2 separate regions of the Hordeum vulgare genome follow, and region 2 is linked to region 1. A link is a contact called in public Hi-C data. All regions are on one chromosome and are shown on one strand. Each heading gives the region's core, a stretch centred on a gene start, on an enhancer-like site or on the middle of the called end of the contact. The rest is flanking DNA. Distances are from core to core; before and after follow the strand shown. Region 1 has its middle 90 kb from the start of LOC123408301. Region 2 holds the start of LOC123408301 (type II inositol polyphosphate 5-phosphatase 15-like).

What was found. Hi-C and Micro-C count contacts between places; a contact is called where the count stands out from the background.
Region 2: a contact with region 1 is called in a Hi-C map of seedling, with 5 times the contacts expected there. The contact joins the promoter of LOC123408301 here to the enhancer-like site in region 1. A contact is called at or near these places in 3 of 6 Hi-C or Micro-C datasets (leaf and seedling) and 1 of 1 datasets of contacts at active chromatin or transcription factors (embryo).

What each region holds. Positions count from the first base shown.
Region 1 is chr7H:192,393,064-192,399,146 of MorexV3_pseudomolecules_assembly, reverse strand. No RefSeq gene overlaps it. Among protein-coding and RNA genes, the nearest start is that of LOC123408301, 90 kb to the left of the region's middle. Within about 2 kb of position 4,211, at least 3 of the 3 cell types and tissues checked have open chromatin away from gene starts, as enhancers often do. A contact at or near this core is called in leaf and seedling, where this site is marked.
Region 2 is chr7H:192,482,231-192,487,849 of MorexV3_pseudomolecules_assembly, reverse strand. LOC123408301 (type II inositol polyphosphate 5-phosphatase 15-like) reads right to left here and starts at 1,306. Exons shown (of 11, transcript XM_045101436.1): 1 at 92-1,306. The coding sequence starts at 950.

The DNA.
Region 1 (6,083 bases), core at 2,962-5,461:
GGAGGGCTGGGGCGGGTGCCCGACACGAGGGAGTAAATGCAAGCGCCAGCCCCGCATTAAAGAGCAGATCCAGGCGGGGTACTAGTCGGATCTGGGCCATCAAGAGCAGCAGGGAGGAGGGGGGCCAACCCGAGCACCCGCAAACTGAGGGGAGATTCGGGAATGACTCCCGAGAAGGACGCAGAGCCCCTACGACGGTGACGGGGCGACTTGGACATCAGATGTGCCCAGGACCCTGCAGGCGGTGAAGACAACCTTACCAGGAGCGCGAACCCCACGACCGACAGCACCGGTGACGGCGAGGAGGGGAGGGAGGGGGAGAGGCATGAAGCAGGAGGCGGCGAGCTAGCCAGCAAGAAAGGGCGGCACGGCCGCCGATGCCCACGCGGGTCCACCTTGGGGAGCGGGGAGGGGGAGCTCCATTCTAATATAGTCTTGCATAAACAAAGTGGGCGATACTTTGAGATGGCTTGTGGATTAAGTACTTTGGGTTTTAGATTTTTTTAGTCAACCTCAAGTCAAAACCTTATTTGCACAACTTGATTAATCTTACCGCCATTTACAGTTATCCATCTGATGTTAGGTTTTGCATTACCCATCTCATGTGAGTTCCACCGATAATAAGAATGTGAGAGAGACATAAGTAGAAATCAAACCTTTCTTGATCGCTCCTAGCTCTCCATACCAAAGGCTAGGGGTCTTTCCTGCCTCCCGTCGGCTCCGTCATCGGTCTATCTTGTCTTATGTGGTCTTTGGGCCATGGAGGCGTGGTGGATCCCGGTCTTCGCCAACGAGAGGGCTCCGTTTTTGGTGTATTTTGTATTTTGTTAGAGTTTGTGTCCTACTCAGAGATGCAGGGCGGAGGCGGCTCTTTGTAGATGGAATAATGTCCTCCCCGCATAGCCCCCGTTTCGATGGTGTTCATAGCATCGCTAGAGGGTGTGTGGAGGTTTGTCTCTCGCGGATCTCATGGGATTCGATCGGCGTTTGTCTTTGGTGGATTCATATGGATCCGGTCTTCGTTCGCCTTTGTTCATGTGTCTACAGGTTGGATACTTCCGTTCTAATCTTCTCTTCATCAGCGGCAGTTGTTGTTCTGGTGTGCTGGTCCTATTGAGCCTTAGCACGACGACTTCCCGACTGTCTACTATAACAAGGTATGTCCGTCTCCGATGACGGAGGGGCGATGATGGCGGCACGCCTTCGATTCGCTTCAATGCTTGTAGTCGTCGCTAGGTGGTCTATGGATGTGAATGTTTTTTTCTACTTTTGGTGTTCTTTGTACTATCTTGGTAGTTGACAAATAGATTGAAAGTTTTTCTTGCAAAAAAGAAAAAGAAATCAAACCTTCCTTTTTGAACAGAGTTTAGACACAAGCCTTCATATAAACACACACATGCTCCATATAAACACACATACACTCATCCGTATGAACGCATACACGCACACCTTACCTCTATGAGCATCTTCGAAAGACTGAGGCGACATATCATTTTAAGATTTGCGAAGTCTCGTAGACGGCTTGTCGTCGAGGAAAACGTCTACTGTTTACTGAATACACATCTACAATAAATTTAAAATAAATTTATAAATAATACGAACATCAAAATTTAAACCTTAACAAACTGAGGATACAACCATCCATCAAGTCACGGGTTAGTTCATAAACCCGAACCTTTTGTAAAGCATGTGGGCAACGATCACATTACTTTATTTATGTACCCACAAAAACCAAAGATAACCAGTCTAGATCATACCGCATCTGCCTACATTGTCACCTCGATCGCTTGATCAGTACACATGTAAGCTGTCACGGTAGCTGAAAGCCTGGAACATACACATAGGTTGGCTGCTATATAAGCTCATCGTTTTCTTTTACAGGTAGGTTCATGCCACGGTCTCGTAGGCCGGGTCTAGTCACGCCCTTGGTACGAGCACCGAGGGGGACCCGATCGCCCATTTCGTGGTGGGCACGCACGACGGTCCGTTTATTAACCTTTTCCTCCCGCCCCCTCTTCTTTCGGTTGCGCACGATGATGGACCTGGGTACACGGGCTGGATCTTATTATCTTAACAGATGTCCACGATCTTCTTCGGCAATCGGTAAGTTTAACGTAATGTAATCGCCGTCAAATCGTCCTAGTCGGGAGGCGGTGCAGGTGCCGGCCAACATAAAGGCATGGGATTACGACCTGCATGCTTCCCCGGATCGCTTCTATCCCAAGGGAAAGAAGAGAGCATTGTCAAAAGTAGCATGACTTCATCGTACACAAGAGGCACGGCATAGATAGGCATCAGTCACATGGTTGCATCGTGACCACACAGCAGTGGGTTGGCTGCCTGGCTGGCTGGCTTTCTAGCCGAGAGAAGATCTGATCCGGTCCCTAGTGGCAAATCGTCGCGCACTAGCGTCTACAGCCAGCCAACTTTTTTTTACCACGAAGTGCACCCCTTTGTGCTTCTGACTTACCAATTTACCATCTACTCCCTCCTTTCTTAAATATAAGTCTTTAAAGATGTTTCATTAGTGGATTACATACGGATGTATATAGAAATACTCTCTCCGTTCCTAAATATAAGACCTTTTAGAGATTGCACTATGAATTACATATGGATGTACATAGACATATTTTAAAGTATAGATTCACTCATTTTGCTCCGTATGTAGTCTTCTAGTGAAATCTCTAAAAGGTCTTATATTTTGGAACGGAGGGAGTACTTTAGAGTGTAGATTCACTCATTTTGCTTCGTATGTAGACTTTTAATGAAATATCTTAAAAGACTTATATTTAAAAACGGAGGGAGTACTCACTCGTGGTCAGAGGTTTCTGTGGTGCGCTGCATGTGGTCGCTTGTGCTATTATTTGAGCTGCCTATATATGACGTTGTATTGACGTGAGGAAGATGGTGGCATTATTATTGGGCAGCGCGGCAGATGTACAGCTATTCAGTGTCCAACATCATTCTTATTTTTGTAACAAGGACAGTGTTACGGAAATACTCCCTCCGTTCTAAAATATAAGACCTTTTAGGTATTTCACTAGGAGACTACGTACGGAGGAAAATGCGTGAATCTATACTTTAAAATATGTTTATGTACATCCGTATGTAGTTTATAGTACAATCTCTAAAAGGTTAGAAACGGAAGAAGTACATTGCAATGAGGAATGTTGTAAAAATACTTTGCAACAAAATTTATGTTTTTTGTAATATGAGTGTTGTTGCGGGAATTAAATTGCAACACAAATAATGTTACAAAAAATATTTATCGTTTATTTGGTCTTTATTTTTTTAACACATACGTTGCGGAAGATAATTTTACAACACACGTAACGTTATAGAAAAAAAATAAACATATGTACATTGAGAAGGGCGGCGGATTGCTCGCGTGCGATCCGTCAGTTGAAGGCAAAAGTTTCTCTTCTTTATTTACTTTTTTGTGGAAAAGATGGTTGGCATTATTGAGTGATGATTTATGCAAGAGCGTACGCCCGCTCACATCAATCAATCACCTGGGAATTAAATAGAAGTATCTTGAAAATAATTATAGTTGTCTCTTCAAATAATGCTGCTCGAAATGTTTCTCGGTCCCGTTGGGTTCACGTCCACAGACCGCCGACGCGCGTGACAGCGCATGGTCCGTTGAGTTGGGTTGGATCGAGCAATCGGGATCTCTCCCTGGTCTCCTCTGCACGCCAAAAGAGAAACGAAAGAAGTGCATGAGTGAATGAGAAGCAACACCTAAGAGCGTCTACAGTGGAACGTTGTGCATGGAAGGAACACCACCGTTGCGCCGCGTCGTAGACTTAAGCAATAGAAGTGAGTCAGCTGGCTATAAGAAATAAAGTAATATATTTTTATTTAGTTAGAGGAAAGAGAAGAGGAGAAAAAAGGTAAGCGGACTCTTAGCTAAGAGCCAGCTCTAGCACGTGCTCCTAGGCATTTTATGAGTATGAAAGATGAACCATATAATAAAAAATAATACACTTTTACAATGAACTATTGTACATGTTGACTATAAGATGTGCTATAGATGACATGACAATGGCTTATAGCGAGCAGCTGGCTATACCATTGTACTTGCCCTAACAACGATATCTTAACCGGCGTTCGACAGCGGAGCGTTTTTGTATCCGGCCGTAGCTCAGCCCTAGGCGTGCCGGCCTAGACATAGGCCGAGGAATCACCCGGACGTGTCTCGCACAGACGGCAAAGGGGGAAGCCCCATCACTTGACCCGATCGACTACCCGACGACCAGCAATAGGGAGCGATATGCCTAGCTGATTGTAGACTCTGATACAAATGAACCCTCACGTTTAAATTCTTGAAGTTGATACCCTGTACTTATCGATCTTGGTTAATCTAAACCCTAAATGGATCCTATACCTGTGTGCAAGGACAATCCCGGTCAGGATCGGTCGCTTCTCTTACTGTCCACATGGGCCCACATGTCCTCAATCTGCCTTTCTTCTATCTCCTAGCCTCCATCTTCTTTCCTCGAGAATAGTCAAGGCGCAGTGGCAGCGGATAACTGACGACCCTGACAAGAACTTCGAGCTAAGAACAACTTCTTTCCTCGCTTCCGCTGCCGGCTCAGAACAGCTCCAGACCGACGTCATGCTAAGCTGCTGCAAAATCAATCCAGCAGCTTGCTTAGCTAGCTTTGCACTTGTACGTGACTTGCTTCTTATGGGATACGAGCTAGAGATTTAAAACCAACAAGCTGTGCTGCATGCCCATCACGGTGAAGACGCAGGCGTACGCGAGGTTCGGCGGTAGCACTGGTCACTGGACCTTGAGCTCGCGCGCAACGGCGCAAGCCCAGCTTCAGATCGCTGCAGCATCGTGAACTAGGCGACTCCATTCTCCTCTCCCTGATGTCGTTCGTCCACCTTACTCTGTGTTTTCGGCCTGGGCGACACGACCGAGATAGCGGCAGCGGATAAGGACTTGAGTCCCATACGGTGCACGATGACGTTGGGAGCAACAGGGGTCTCATCTGACCAGTGGTCGTGCTTTGGCGCTGGATGCAGCGTCTGGGGCAGATGCAAATTGGAAGATGGAAGATGGGTATGATGTATGGGCCCGGGTGGTCAGTGACAGCGGAGACTGATCCCGTTCGGGATTGTTATTTTTCCAGTGCGCCAAATGGATCTGGGGTTTATAATAACCGGGATCAATAATTATAGGATATAGATTTCAGGTATTTAGATGTGAAGGTTCATTTCCGTCGTGCTCTACAACCTCAAGGTTAAAAACAGACTTCACTCATCGCCTAACAGATGTACGGCGCCACCGCGCCACCACCACGTACGAGGTACGGCAGAGACGGCACGAGCCTTGCTGTTGCTGCCTCAGCCGTGCGCCGCGGCACGGTACGGTGCCGGGCGGCAGCGAGACTGACCCGAGGGACGTACCTATCGTCGCCGCCCGAAGCTGTAGCTCTAGCCAACGGAAGCGAGAGCGTCGCCCTCGGCTCGCCGTCTCGCGGGCGGCAGGATGAGGAGGTGGGTGGAGCGGTCCCAACTACCCGCGCCACCTGGTGCCGCACGGGCCACTCGACCGCCCCCGCCCACAGGCGACGGCGACGGGGAGCGCCCGCGTTTTGTCTGCTGCAATCGACAACGCACGGCTCAGCGCCCGCGCGCGCTGTGGGTTCCAGGATTCGGATGGCACTTGTTTTCTAATTTTACCCTGATTTGAGGATGTCACTTTGTCTCTCTCGCGGGCAGCACCGGCTTCGTCACCAGGCGTCTCCCGTGTCGTTTGCATTGCCTTGTTTGGTGACCGCCGGTCGCATGTACAAACACACGGCGGCCTTGTGCGGGGATACGATGGCGGCGTAGCGTGATCGATCTATGCGAGTATACAACTTCGTTCAATGGAGACTCCTGTATCGTTCATACGTCCACGTGCCACCCAAAATGGAGTTTGTGCCGGGTTGGTACGGACAAACAGCCCCTTTTTGCTAGACTATAAAAGGGAACGCGAATCAGCCAGCGAAATGGTGCTGTGCCGCTGTAGCAGTTGACCAGGCCAGCGTGGAGGACGATTACGTGCACTCAACAGCGTACGTGATCCT
Region 2 (5,619 bases), core at 57-2,556, 92 kb before region 1:
GGTCCTCGTATCTTTGCTTTTGCTCAAAGCAGCCGTTGAAAACCAAAATTGCTAAAATTGCTAGGGGTGAACAAGGAAGCGAGCTTCTCACCGTATGATGTGACGACCATGGAGAGCACCGGGGTGCGGCTGTGCGCCTGCCACGACAGGGCCTCCTTGAACATGGGCGCATTCTCGCCACCATCCGCTGCAGCCGCCGGCGCCGCGGCGAGGTCCATGCGCCACGCCCGGATCCTCCCGTCCTTGTGGCCCGTCCACACGAGCTTGTTCGCGCTGTCCAACGCGACGCAGAGCGCTGGCGGCGCGGGCACGGACTCCGTGAACGGCGCGGTCTCCTCGTCTCCCCGGCGCGCCCCCGCGACGCTCCCGGCGAACAGCTCGTCGAGGCCCCACACCCGAACCCCGGACTCGGTCCCTGCCCACAGCTGGCGAAGCTGCGGCTCGCACGCGAGCGTCCGCAGGAAGGAGCACACCTGCGTTTCCCGCGGCGGGTGGGGCCGCACCTCGAGCGCCGGCGGGCGGCCAGGGTGCATGGCTGCGCGCAGCGGCACGCGGAAGATGCCCTCGCCCCCGCCCGCGCCGACGAACTCCTGCAGTGCGCCCCTGCCGGCCGCGCCCCCGTGCTCCGACGTCGCCACGGCCCGCTCCAGCGTCACCGCGCCGGCGCCGGGGCCGCCGCTGAAGGAGGCGGCGTGTAGGTACATGGACTCGCCGCCGCGGCTGTGGCGGTGGTGGGGCGGGAGCTGGTGGGGGTACGACACGCTGCGCGCGGGGTCGTGGCGGTGCGCCGAGGCGGAGGCGATGGGGTCGTCGTCGAGGCTGTGCGAGCTGAGCGCGGCGTGGCGCGCGTACGCCGCCTGCGCCACCGCGTCCCGCGAGAGCGGCTGGCTGTAGGATATCCCCTTCCGCTGCGGCGCCAGCGCCCGCTCCCGCTCGTCGTCGGGCTCCATGACGGCTCAACCTCGCGTCCGCTTGCGCGCGCTCCCGGTTGGGCCGGCGGCGATTCGAGCTCGGGCGCGCCCGTGAGGCGGAGACGGCGGGAGAGGAGAGGAGGAGCGCCGCGCCGTGGAGGCAAGGGGACTCCGGAGCTGGTGTGACAGTGTGCGGGAAGGCTGTTTGTTTCTGGTTATATGGGTGGATGCCTCGTGGGCCGGGACCACGGCGGGTCCATAGGGAGGCAGTGGGAAAGTGGGGGCGTGGGGAAGCTCCTCTCGCCGTGATGTTGGAAGCTCCTCTCGCCGTGATGTTGGAAGCGGCCCGAAGAGGGAGGTTGGTGCTGCCCTGAAAGCTACGGCTTTCCCAAATGGATCAGGGTCAACTGTGTTGGGAAAGGAGAATTCTTCTAGGGGATTGACAAATTGATTTGGTGTGCAACTTGATGACAGCCATTCGAATAGGTATATATATATATACTGTATTTGCTATTCAGTCTGCAGATAACGCTCTAACCCCCTAATCTCGTACCCCGTGTCGCCCCCTCCCTTGGGGGTGAACCCTAGTGCCGTCGCCAACGGCTCCCCCAATCTCCTCCCCTCCCTCGTCGTTGTCGAAACCTTGTGTCGGACAAGCCCTCGTGATGGGGCATGTGTTGCTCCGCCCTTGCGACTCGGCGCGGAGGGCCCTATATCTGAAGTGAGGCGACTCCGTTCGACGAGGCACTACGGGCGCGTTTGGTTGCCTGCATGAGGCCTAACCAGGCCCGCGCGGGAAGAAAGCGGACTGTTTGGTTAGCTGCATACACTGTTGGGCCTACATGGCACGATGTTTAAAGCACTCCTGGGCTTGGCTCCCTGGGAACGCTCGAATCGGCAGTTTCTCCAGGGCCAGGTCCGAGCGGTGCACGTGGGCTGCGGCGGTTGCAAGCGCGCGGCCACTCTCGAGTAGCCGCGTTGCTTCCCGAAGCGTCGGCAGTTATTAGCCCCAGCGCCCCTCACCGCTCCCTCTCCCCACTCTCCCAACTCTCACCGACGGCGGTGGATCGGAGGAGAGCAAGAAGACCACCGGACTCCATCATCGGCGAGCAGATCATCACCTGGCCCGCGGCAATGGTGGTAAGCACTTTTCTGTTCGTCATGCACTACTTTTTTGCGTTCGATCCGGCGGTAGATTCGATCCACGCAGAGAGGGGAATGGGGAATAGAGGTAGATAAGGATGGCACTTCATACTAGTTCATACGAGTTCATACTAGTTCATGCAAGATCGGAATGGAGGTAGATGCGGATCGAGTAGAAGGGGAATTGGGGGATTGGGAGTACACAACAGACACTGGCTAACCGCGGCGGACGTTGAGGCGTACAGAGCGGCGGCTCAAGTGGCTAGCCTTCATTTTCTTGTCCATCACCGTGCGGGGCGGCGGGTCATCGTCGTCCTCGGTGGAGTCGAGGTCGATCTGCCAGCTACAACGGCCTGCCTCCCACGCCCTGACTGGCATCTGCACCGGTTCTTCCTCCTCCTTAGGCTCCCCACCGATGACCGCCGGTGGCACGATTGTTGTCTCCCAGTACACTGCGGCACGGCGGTTATTAGGAGTCGAGTAGTTCTTGTACTTGGACCACCTCTTCCTTTGTTTAGCGTCGTCAGAGACGGCCTGATTCATGGCCCAGCGAATGATGTTAACTGCCACCATGCCCTTCGCTGGGTTAGGAATCAGCGTCTTCAACTCTTGTGCAGTGGCTCTTGAAAGTGCGTTATATCGACTAGAGGGGGTGAATAGGAGATTTTTAGAATTTCATCACTGAGGAAATTCCTTTTGAGGAAATTCCTCACTGATGACTAACTTACAGCGGAAACAGTAAAGGATCAGGAGTACAAAGTTTCACTACAGCAGTTTTTCAGTATGAGGAATGTGAAAACAGATTGCATAGTGAGCAGGCACGAAGAAAACAGATGAGGAATAACTAGCGTGAAGAATTTGGGGTTGAGGAAATTTAGAGAAAGTCTTCAGGAAATTCTTCAAACAGTGACAGTGAAAATCATCAACACATAATCTGAGGAATGTAAAGAGTTGAGGAATTAGAACCCGTTTCACGGCGAAGACAGTAGTTGATGACCCAGTTCCAACTGTTGTGACAGTTGTACATCTGGTTTGGAGCGGCTTGGTATTGAAACCAAAAGACACACAGTCCCGGGACACACAGTCCCTACCGTATTCTCCTTGGGCTAAGAACACACAGTCCTCGCCCAACACTCGTGGTAAGTCTTCAGGGAAGACTTCCAAACCCTCACAAACTTGGTCACCCGGCGATCCACAATTGACTGCTGGATTGCTCTAGACCATGACGCCTAACCATCTGGAGGATGCACAGTCCTCAAAGGTAAAGGGCTTCAGTCCCACACAGGAACAACTTCTTCAATGATGCTCAATCACTTGGTTTTCGGTTTGTGGTTTGGTGTTTGGGGTATTTCCTCACTCATGAATTACTCTCGAAGACTCTGAGGAATTTGGGTTGTTCTTATGACAAGTGTCAGTTTCTAACGGAGCAGCCAACCAGCTAATGGTTGTGGGGGTGGCTATTTATAGCCTGGGAGCATACCGACATGATTTGACACTAATGCCCTTAAATGATATGACCGTTGGTGTGGATAAGACCAATGATGTGGGGGGGGGGGCTATCGAAACGGTCGGGACCCTCAACTGTGAGAGTCCTCATGTCACTCATATTCCTCACTTGAGGCTTTTGGTAGGATTAGGCTTGGGTTGAGCGCATCATGAGGAAATTCATTCCAATGTGTTACCTCAACCCCCTTTAACAGTACGGTGTTCCTATTACTCAAGTGTGAAGAAAACAAAACAGAAAGAGTAAATCTTCATGCTTCAAAGTCTTCAGAATGATTTTCTTCAGGACACACCGAATTCCTCAATTTCTATATCTTCATGAGGAATATCAATTTCATCGCAAATTCTTCACGATTCAAATCTTCAGCTTCAGACCAATTTCTTCAACCGAAGATATACATTTTTAGGGGTCGATATTCATCGAATATTTCAAACTCCTCAGCGACTTATAGATCCTGTGTACACTCATGAACACATTAGATACTTATCCTATAAGTCTTCATACCACCAAAATCACTAAGGGGCACTAGATGCACTTACAATCTCCCCCTTTTTGGTGGTTGATGACAATTAGGTTAAGTCTTCAACAGGGATAAAAAATATGAAGTGTAAATACTCATTTGAGGAATTTGAAATCAAGATTCAGAGAGACTCCCCCTGAAGATGTGCATATCTTGAGGATTTTGCTTTTCACAACAAATGCACATTGATGATTTATATCATGGAGATCTCCCCCTGAGTCTTGTAAATCATGCATACATATGACTTATAGTATGAAGAAATTGAAGATGCATGATGACAAATGGTATCTGACGAATTCCAGCATGCGTGCATTAAAATTTTGAGGAATAAGCATGCGAAGAAAAACGTTCAAAAGCGTCAGAGTACCATCGGGCTTAAGTTACAACTCATTACATAAAACACTTCAGAAGAGCCGAGAGTTTGTAACTTAAATATAGTTCATAAGCCCCAAAATATCTCGCGTGAAGACTAACTCTCAAGTTTCTCCCCCTTTGTCATCAAGTGACAAAAAGGGACAAACTGAGGACTAACGTCCGTGAAGGCTTCACTCCTTGGCAGTTGATGAAGACGCGTGAGGATTCTTGGGAGCAGTCTTCTTCCTTGGACCGGTGGCAATGTCTTGTTGTTCTTCATCAGATTCAGCAGTGCGGAATGAAGAAAAAGTACTGTCCTCGAGGTCTGGAACTGGAATTGGCCTGAATTTCTTCTTGGGTGGCCACGACCAGTCAAAGTCTCACTCAAACTCCAGTTCTTCAAGTTCTGCCGGAGTCTTCAGATGAGCAAGTGTAGCCCAGGTGTGATCAAAAACCTCATGAAGGTAATGATGGTTAAGCTTCACAGCATTCTGTGTTTCATTGAGGGTTTTCACAATGGCGCCGAACTGGAGTTTGACCCACTTGTGATTCCGATCCACCTTCTGGTGAAGACTGAGAAGAAGCTCTTTGGTATTCAGGACACGAGGAGCAATAGGGCTTGGAGGATGAGTCTCAGTATCATCTCATGAAGAATATGCTTCGGGCTCTCTGAACTGGCCATCAAGGGGCCTACGACCTTCATCAATAACAGACTTGCCTTTTCCTTCAACTGGCTCAAAAGTCTTCTCGTTGACCCTGATAGGAGGCATATAACCAATATGGTTGTTGAAATCAGCATGACAAGTTGATGCATGTCCTTGTCCTGATGAAGCTCATGATCCATGGAGCATATATCTTGTGGTCAAAAGGACACATTGCATTGTCGGCCAAAGTCCTCAAGAAGAAATCATGTATGTTGATAGGAATACCATGAATGATGTTGAAGAGGATATTCTTCATGAGGCCTACGACATCTTCTTCATCATCGTGGCCCTTGATCGGCGCAAGAACGCTGCAGAGGATTTTCCGAACAGTCCTTGGTTCATATTTGAGCTCAAGGATGAGGAAGGTTTTTCTCGGTGGTTTCCCTTTAGCCAAAGGCTTCATGGGGACTTCCATCATCTTGTTGGACAGCTCACGCTCATCATAAAGCTTCACAGCCTCCTCTGAGAGAATTGATACTGGTA